Regions from separate parts of the Mus musculus genome. Here region 1 is linked to region 2. A link is a contact called in public HiChIP or PLAC-seq data. All regions are on one chromosome and are shown on one strand. The core of a region is the stretch at or near the end of the contact, and the rest is flanking DNA. Distances in the headings are between cores, read along the strand shown. Region 1 overlaps Met (met proto-oncogene). Region 2 has its middle 12 kb from the start of Gm52892.

Region 1 (4,036 bases), core at 1,406-3,905, 340 kb before region 2:
CACAGAGTGTTACGGCTTCTTAGAGCAGGCAGTTGGATCTGTGTTAGTGTGCCCTACCACTGTTCAGTTGAGGATGTTTGGGCAGGGCTCAGTTTCCCACTAGCCCATCTTTACAACCAAAGTGACCCTTAAGCAAGGTTTCTTTTGTAGGGAGATGGCAGTTTCATGCCAAGTTAAGGAGCTGTGGCACTGAGTGCTTTTAAACCTAAATGAGACAAAGAAGCCACTAGGTGCTTTGCATTTCCCACTGGAACACCACCCACAACAATGACTGGACATTAGAATCACAGCAACTGGCTGGCAGTTTGTGTGTGTGTGTGTGTGTATGTGTGTGTGTGTGTGTGTGTGTGTTGAGGACTTCTTAGTGCTTTACATTCCTCACTTGCCTAACATGTATCATCATGGCTAGGAAACCCCATGTCTCCCTCCTGGCTTGCTTTCCACCTGCTCCTTGCAGGCAGGGAAAGTAAGAAAGGCAAAGGGAGGCCATCCTAAGAGAAGAATGAGAGAGTGCACATCCCAAACCTAGCCAGTAGCAACTGCAGAACTCTTTCTATAGCTGTGAGAATAATTTTCCCCCGTGGGGACTCAGAATTCTCTATGACATTTCAGCAGGATTACATACGAATGATCTGAACTGGCTTCTTTGTGTATTGGAGGCTCAGGAGGAGTTTCCTTCAGGAGACCTTTGTTTTGTATCTTACAAAAGATTTTCCTCAGCCCCCAAGAACCTACAGCTCTGAACTCCAGATGCAAAGGAAGGTGAGGGTAAAGGAGCAAGGTTAGAAAACCCTCATTTGACTCCTTGCTATGGAAGGGCCAGCCAGAGAACAAGTCTTCCTTTTTCCTTTACCCATCTACCATTTGTGAAGACCTCTTCAGAATTCTAGAATCTTCTTGGGAGGCTGCATTCGTTTGTTTTGAGCTACAGATTATTATGACTATAAAGGCCCTTCCAAAACTTTCCTGGAGGTATTTTTGAGATTTATTGTCTGGCTGAGTAAGTATTATTAACCAAAAGAGCTACTGTGGAAAATACTAAACATGCTTAAGTGGAGTTAGAAATAGTCATGACGTCATCAGCTTTCTTAAGTACTGAGTTTCTTGTTTGATTGCAAGTAAACAATATTATCTGTTGTTGCCACTGGGGACCACTTATCTAATCCACCTTTCATCTCGTACACCACACACACACACACACACACACACACACACACACACACACATACACACACACACTCTTTAAAGATCAAGAAAGTGTTATGGTGTGTGTGCTTGTATGTGTTTATATTGTGCTTATGCCAGAGGTCAATGCTTGGCGTCTTCCTCAGTCATTCTCCACTTTATTTCTCCAACTGAATCTGGAGCTGCTCTGCCAACAGACTCTGATGATGTGTGCCCTCCATGCCCAGGACATGTGACTTTTATGTACGTTCTGGTGACACAAACTCAGATCTTCTTTCTTGGGCTATAAGCATTTTATAGACAATTATCTCCCATGCCCAGGAAAGCTTGGTAAAGAGCAGTTAGTTGCAAACCTCAATAATTCCAGGTTAGAGCTATTAAAGATGGTTATGAACTACTACTTATACCTCAAGTTTAAAAGCATGCATTGAGCTTGGTTCGTCCACATTCTTAAAGGACTGGGTTTCCTTCTAACAGTGAATGGAGTCCTGTGGGGCATTCGGTAATCTCTGGAGAACTAACCCAAATCTCAGGAAGGGCAGGCAACAAGCGGTGAGAAACTTGGAATGTTCAGTGTCTCACTGCTGGTGTACTGGCTTGGATGAGCAGCTTCTAACTTCTCAGTATCCACACTGTCTGTGACTCACTTTATTTATCCAATGGTAGATATTTCAACAGGGAAGTGCTTGTACTTGACTCATGTCCTGTAACTTCTAAAGATAATGGCCCTGGTACAATACAGACATTTTGCTTTGTGTAAGACATGTTTAAGTAAAACAATGTGAAATGCCCTGGCCAACCTGACCATTTGTCGGTCTGGTGTTTTGCAAAGCAGATGCTGTTGATGAATAGCAGTGCTGGAGGTTTTTCTTGGATGCATCTCAAAATATATTCAAGTTGTAGATGGTGCTAGGCAAAAGATATGCTCATTGAGAATGTTTTAAAGATGACTAATGGCATAATTCAAAAGTTTCCCCCAAAAGATAGCACTTTAAAATTACATTGAAATAAAAATACTTTATAAGTCTAAATGAAGGGTTAAGGAGAACATCTCAGGTCTTAGAATGGCTGAGGTAAGTTACCTTGCTCAAATAATTCTAAAGTGAACCTGTCTGTACGTGAGCAGAGAGCTTGCAGATGCTAAAATTCCAATATGATACCTGCATGAGTTTGATTTTAAAGTGAAGGCCATGCAATTCTGCATCAAGTTTAGCAGAGGTCAACACCTTTTTTTTTCCTACTTGTATAAAAATATCAGGACAAAAAGCAAAAAGCAAGAACAATGCCACAGCTCACAGAGGTCTATGTATAGATATTTCTCAGGATAGTAAACTGAATTATACCTTCTGGAAAAGTAGCTCTGTAGTCTACAGACTCATTTGAAACCATCTCTGTAGTTGGACTTACACTTCGGGCACTTACAAGCCTATCCAAATGAGGAGTGTGTACTCTTGCGTCATAGCGAACTAATTCACTGCCCAGATCTTAAAACAGAGAGAAAGAGAGAGCTTGTTAAAGACTTTGCTGTCACAGGTCCCAGGAGACTTTGACCCAGTGCCCAGAACTCACAGCCTTTTATGAATGCTTATTAGACAACCCATATATCTCCATGACAGTGTTGAATGTAATCACTAAATCACTATGGTAGCTTCTTAGACAATAAACAAAATATGCACCTTTATGCTTTCTCTTTCTCATCCACAGGAAGAGCCCGGATAATAACAAAACTACTACTGATATTGAGACCGCACCAATGATCAATCCTGCAAAATTCTGATCCGGTTGAACGATCACTTTTCCAAGAACAGTTGAAGAGACTGCTTGCTTCCACTGGAAATATATAAGAAGGAAAGTCAGATTTTGTCCGAGGTTGATATAAAATATACTATCTATGGGGGACCAAGTTTCTCTGGATTCCAATTAGCACCCTGGTGGCCATTATTCTAGAAGGTGCATTACAGCCTTCAGAGTAAGTGAGAATTTCCTTGATTCTGCCTCAATGTCCAGATAATTAGGAAATATTGATTACCTAAAGCATGATTTAGATAAACAAAAATATTCTTTGATCTTGAGGAACTAAAGAATAATGAAGGGAAATGGATCGATCAAGTATTATGATACCATTGAAGTATGAATAAATGAAACTGATGCCCCATTTGGGAGGGTGGAATGCATAGCAGAAAAAATTTCTCAGAAGAGGGGAGACCATATAGGATAATAAAGTCTCATAGTCTATTTCTACTTTGATATATAGAAGAAATCTGTGGTTCCTCCCAGCTCAAGTGCTTTCTGATTTTTAACTTTGATGGTCATTCTGAAATTTCTACATTCGGTCTCAGATTTTGTAATTCTTTTGTATATTTCCATTTCTTAACGTTTCCAGAATATTTCAGGAATCCTTCAAAGCTACCATTTCTAGAGTAAGCAATATATGATATGCATGAAATAAGATATCATTCAGCCATAAACTAGAATGAACCACAAAAATATTTGCCAAGTCAAATGAGCAAGATGCCAAAAGACAAATATTGTATGATTTGACTTAGATGAAATACCCAGGTCAGCAAATTCATAAAGAAAAGAAGTAGATTAGAGGTTACAGGGCTGTGTTACCGCAACTTAAAGAAATTTACAATTTAAATGTTCCAAGCCCCTTGAACTGTACATTCCGAGTGGCAAATTATATGATTTATGCGCTATATCAAAAATAAACTGTTAAAAATAATAAAAGAAATTCTTCTTCTGGGTCATCTGACTTAGTTGTGGATGCGAAAGAAGGTAATACAGAACAATTGGGGGCGGGGTGGAGAGGTGGCTCAGTGGTTAAGAGCAGTGACTACCCTTCCAGAGG
Region 2 (3,937 bases), core at 838-3,337:
CCCATGACATCTTATTATGTACCTTGTGTATGCATAATATAATTTGATTTAAAATAGAAAATAACTGTAAGAAATTTTAACCAGAAGAATGAGAGAGAGAGATGTGTACATGACGAATACGTCAAACTCCCTCACTGTCATAACCATTTATTCTCTGTAGCACATAATATTGTATTGTGTACCTTAAATGTACACAATACCATTCACTCACACCCGTGTATTTTTTGGCACCTAGAACTGAATACAAGACCCCGTGCACGCTCACGAGGCTCTCTACTACTGAGATATATTGTAAGCAACAATTTATCTTCTGAAAGCAGCACACTACACAAAAAAGCCTTCCAATTATAAAACAGAGAAAGAAAAGGAGAAAAGCAAAGTATATACATGTGAAAGCTTACAAGTGGCTGTACATCGAGAGAATGAATGGAAAACGTATCCAGCAGAGTCCCCATATCTAAGAGACACCCTGAAAATAGTAATGGAAGACAGAAATGACAAGCTTCAGGGACATCCATCTCTTGTAGTGTCACCACAAACTCATCACGGAGGTTAGAAAACTTTTGTCCCAGTCTTCTGAGTTTTGCTCAATAAAATTATGACAGAGGCTTCTCCAGGGCATAGACCAGAAATTTAACTATCAAGAACTAATGATGACGGATCTTAATATTGCTATGAATGACTCTGAGACAAAATACTCTAGAATTACATTAATACAAAGCAGGCGGCTTATTTTGCTTATCTCTCAAAGCTACTTAAGCAGGAGCTTCCCTAGTCACAAGAGTAATAACACCTTACTAATTATTAATTTGCAATTACCTAACACATGCATTCCAGAGTGCTGAAATAATCACCAAGGAAATTGAAGCCTCTGTGAAGATTGTTGTAATTATTTATAAATCATTTGCTAATCATCTATACCCTTTAATGTCAAAATTAAATGGAGTCCCACGCCCGCCAGGGGTTGAGGCTGGGCGCTCCTCACTCACTCACTGTTATATGCAGTGATTATTGGCTCGTCCTGGCTACAGTTGACTGGGAGGTAGAAGGGGAGAATCTAAAGAAAGCCAGCCCAGCCTGAAGTGCTCAGCAGTGGACAAAGAAGGGATGCGTGGGTCTTGGTTAACTTTCTAAGCAGTGCTCCTGACTCAGACCCAACTGCTGGTTTTCCATTGATTCCCTAGTGCCTGACAAAGGCCTGGCCATCAGGAAACTCCTGTGTTTATTCTTCAGTTTTCCTTTTCATACTTTCCAGTCATCATCTGCATTAGTATCTCCCAACAGGCCTCCTTAACTGACCCCCTTGTTTTATTTTTTGTTCTATTAAACTGGAATGAGTAACTCTTTCCCATCAGAACAGCTTTAAAGGCACTGAAAACTCGCAAAAATGATCATTTTAGTGGAATGTATACTCCTCATATGTTCCCATTAGATGAGGTCCTGCCAATCATACATTTTCTTAATCTTTTTTTTTATTAATTTCCCTACATTTTAATGCTCATGAAACATTGGTATAAATGTGTCTATCATCAAATGTTATATGAACATATTAGTATCATTAGAATTACTTCTGGTTCAAATGTATAGAAATTGTTCCCCAGTGATAATAGTCTAGCTTCTTGTGTGATAGTTCATCTCTCCTTTTAAATATGAGCTTCGATTTCAGCTCAACAATGTTTGTTCTTAAGAATTTGCTTCAGTGGAATGTGGCTTGAACCAAGTACTTTGTCCTTATGGTCTTTAAAACAAATAACCACCCCCCCCCCCCCCCCGCCGAAACACAGACTTATTCACTGAGCCTTTCTACTCAGATCCAAAGCAGCGGCGTGGCCACACCCTGCCCCTTAACATTTTTGACACGTCTCATATGACTGCAGGCACATAGTTTCTGGGACTTCCCTCCAATCTGTGTAAGGATAATCCTGAGGCAGTTCTTTGAGGAGTAATTGTTATTCTTCCTTCACAGATGGCTGCAAGAATCTTGGATGCCAGAAAAAAAAAATGTTGGAGGAAGAATTAGACTGTTGGTTCTAATGAAATCTATCTGAGGAAACCCGAGGCATCTCAAGTATCCAGAAGGGATCGCTCTGAGTCACCAGTGTCTCAGCAGAACTGTGACTCACTGCAGCTTAAGGAAGGAATGACCATAACCTGGACATATTTGAACAATTTTCAAAACTATATGTGTGTGTGTGTGTGTGTGTGTGTGTGTGTGTGTGTGTGTGTGTGTGTGTGTGTTCAACCTTATTCTAGTTGTAATTGCTATGGGAATTTACTTTAGTATTTTAGGTTGATAGCTATAAGATTCTGGGAGAGATCAATTATGATAAAACAGACTTATTTGCTTTAAGGAATTAATTGGTTTTCTTGGTTAGAATTTGTTGTCTTTTGTCCTTACTTATCCATAGGAGGAATAAGCTTTCCTACTGTGGGAAAGACTGAGTTTCTATCCAAGATGGGCCTTTTAAGTCTTTGGTAATAGCTAACTAATGGCAAGGAAGATCCCTTGAAGATGCTGCTCATGACCTCTTGACTCTAGGCATCTTCCACAATCTCTTGTGAGATACTAATTCATTTGGATTATAACCATAAAAACAGGCATATGTTTTTAAATCATACAATACTTAAATTATATAATGCCATACCTCATAGGAGAAATAAAGTAATTTAATCTTAAAGGACTATTTGGTATTAATGTACTACATTTCTTCAACTGGAATATCATGTTCCCTACAGTCCCAGATATTAAAGGCTTGGTCCTTGATATGGCATCATTGATACATAGAAGACCTTGCAAAAAGTGGAACTAGTGGAAAGTGTATGATTCACTGGGGGAGTACCTTTAACAGGAATAGTGGGCTATTTCTCCTTCTGTTACAGGTTGTGAACCAAAGGAGTTTTGCTCTGCTTCATGCAAACACTGCACTGTACTTCCTCACTGTTGACCCAAGAGCATTGAGGCCAACAAATCATGAACCAAGACCTCCAAACCTGAGCCAGAACAATCCAACCTCTTCTCCTTACACATTCCTTATCTCAAATATTTGTTGTAACAATCGAAAGACAACTGCTACATAGGAGTTCTGGAAGAGTTAACCATCACTAGTGTATTCGTTAGACACACATGTACACACATGCATCTTCACACATACACGTATTCATGCACACACAAACATGCATCTGCAGAATACACATACACATGCATACACACACAGATGCATGCACACTCACATGCATCCGTGCACACACACACACAGGTACACACACATGCACATGCATGCACACAGACAGAGACACATATGTACATTACTAGCCACAGGAAAATGCTTCCTTGGGGTTTTAATCATTTAATGGCCTTGAAAGTCTGTTTGAAATAGTTCTTGGCTATTTATTGCGGGTGTCTCCAAACAACTACTGTGTCCCCCATGGTCGTTAATATTCTTCCCCAAAGCTGCATCTGTCAGAAATGGTGAAATGTGATCCAGCATAAATAGGATGAGGTATTTCCATTGGTTCTTGTGGTCTACCACAGCTCGCTTAAGCTCCCAAGGGGAGACAGAGGTCCTGTTCATCACACATGGAAACTTTCTAGACTGTAAGTGTCAAACCAGGAGCAGAGATGCCTGCGGGTTTCAAAGGAAAACTAAATAAACAGCTGATTCTTTTATCTTCTTTTCTTTTCTAGCACACATTCATTCTACCATATCCTCATTTAAATTTCACTCTCTCACCTTTGTTTGAACTAAAGCTTGTGCTCACTTTGAGCCAATAAAAACTACAAGAAGGAAACATCTGCACGGCTGTGTAACCAATCCTACAATTATCAGCAACGTGACAATCTTATTAAAGATCACACAGGACATTTGCAGAATTTGTTTTCAAGACACAATGAGTAATGCACTACCACTAGTTTACATATATATATGAACATAATAAA

Evidence for each region. HiChIP or PLAC-seq counts read pairs in DNA pulled down with a chosen protein or histone mark.
Region 1: a FOXA1 HiChIP or PLAC-seq map of pancreatic cancer cells shows a contact between it and region 2. The contact joins two enhancer-like sites. A contact is called at or near these places in 2 of 115 datasets of contacts at active chromatin or transcription factors (embryonic stem cells and pancreatic cancer cells) and 1 of 9 other capture datasets (embryonic stem cells).

What each region holds. Positions count from the first base shown.
Region 1 is chr6:17,547,665-17,551,700 of GRCm38.p6, reverse strand. It overlaps Met (met proto-oncogene), which reads right to left. Exons shown (of 22, transcript NM_008591.2): 14 at 2,862-3,015; 15 at 2,529-2,669. Among named protein-coding and RNA genes, the nearest start is that of Gm52893, 7.9 kb to the right of the region's middle. Within about 2 kb of position 2,655, at least 40 of the 459 cell types and tissues checked have an H3K27ac peak or open chromatin away from gene starts, as enhancers often do. A contact at or near this core is called in pancreatic cancer cells, where this site is marked.
Region 2 is chr6:17,209,586-17,213,522 of GRCm38.p6, reverse strand. No RefSeq gene overlaps it. Among named protein-coding and RNA genes, the nearest start is that of Gm52892, 12 kb to the right of the region's middle. Within about 2 kb of position 2,087, at least 55 of the 459 cell types and tissues checked have an H3K27ac peak or open chromatin away from gene starts, as enhancers often do. A contact at or near this core is called in pancreatic cancer cells, where this site is marked.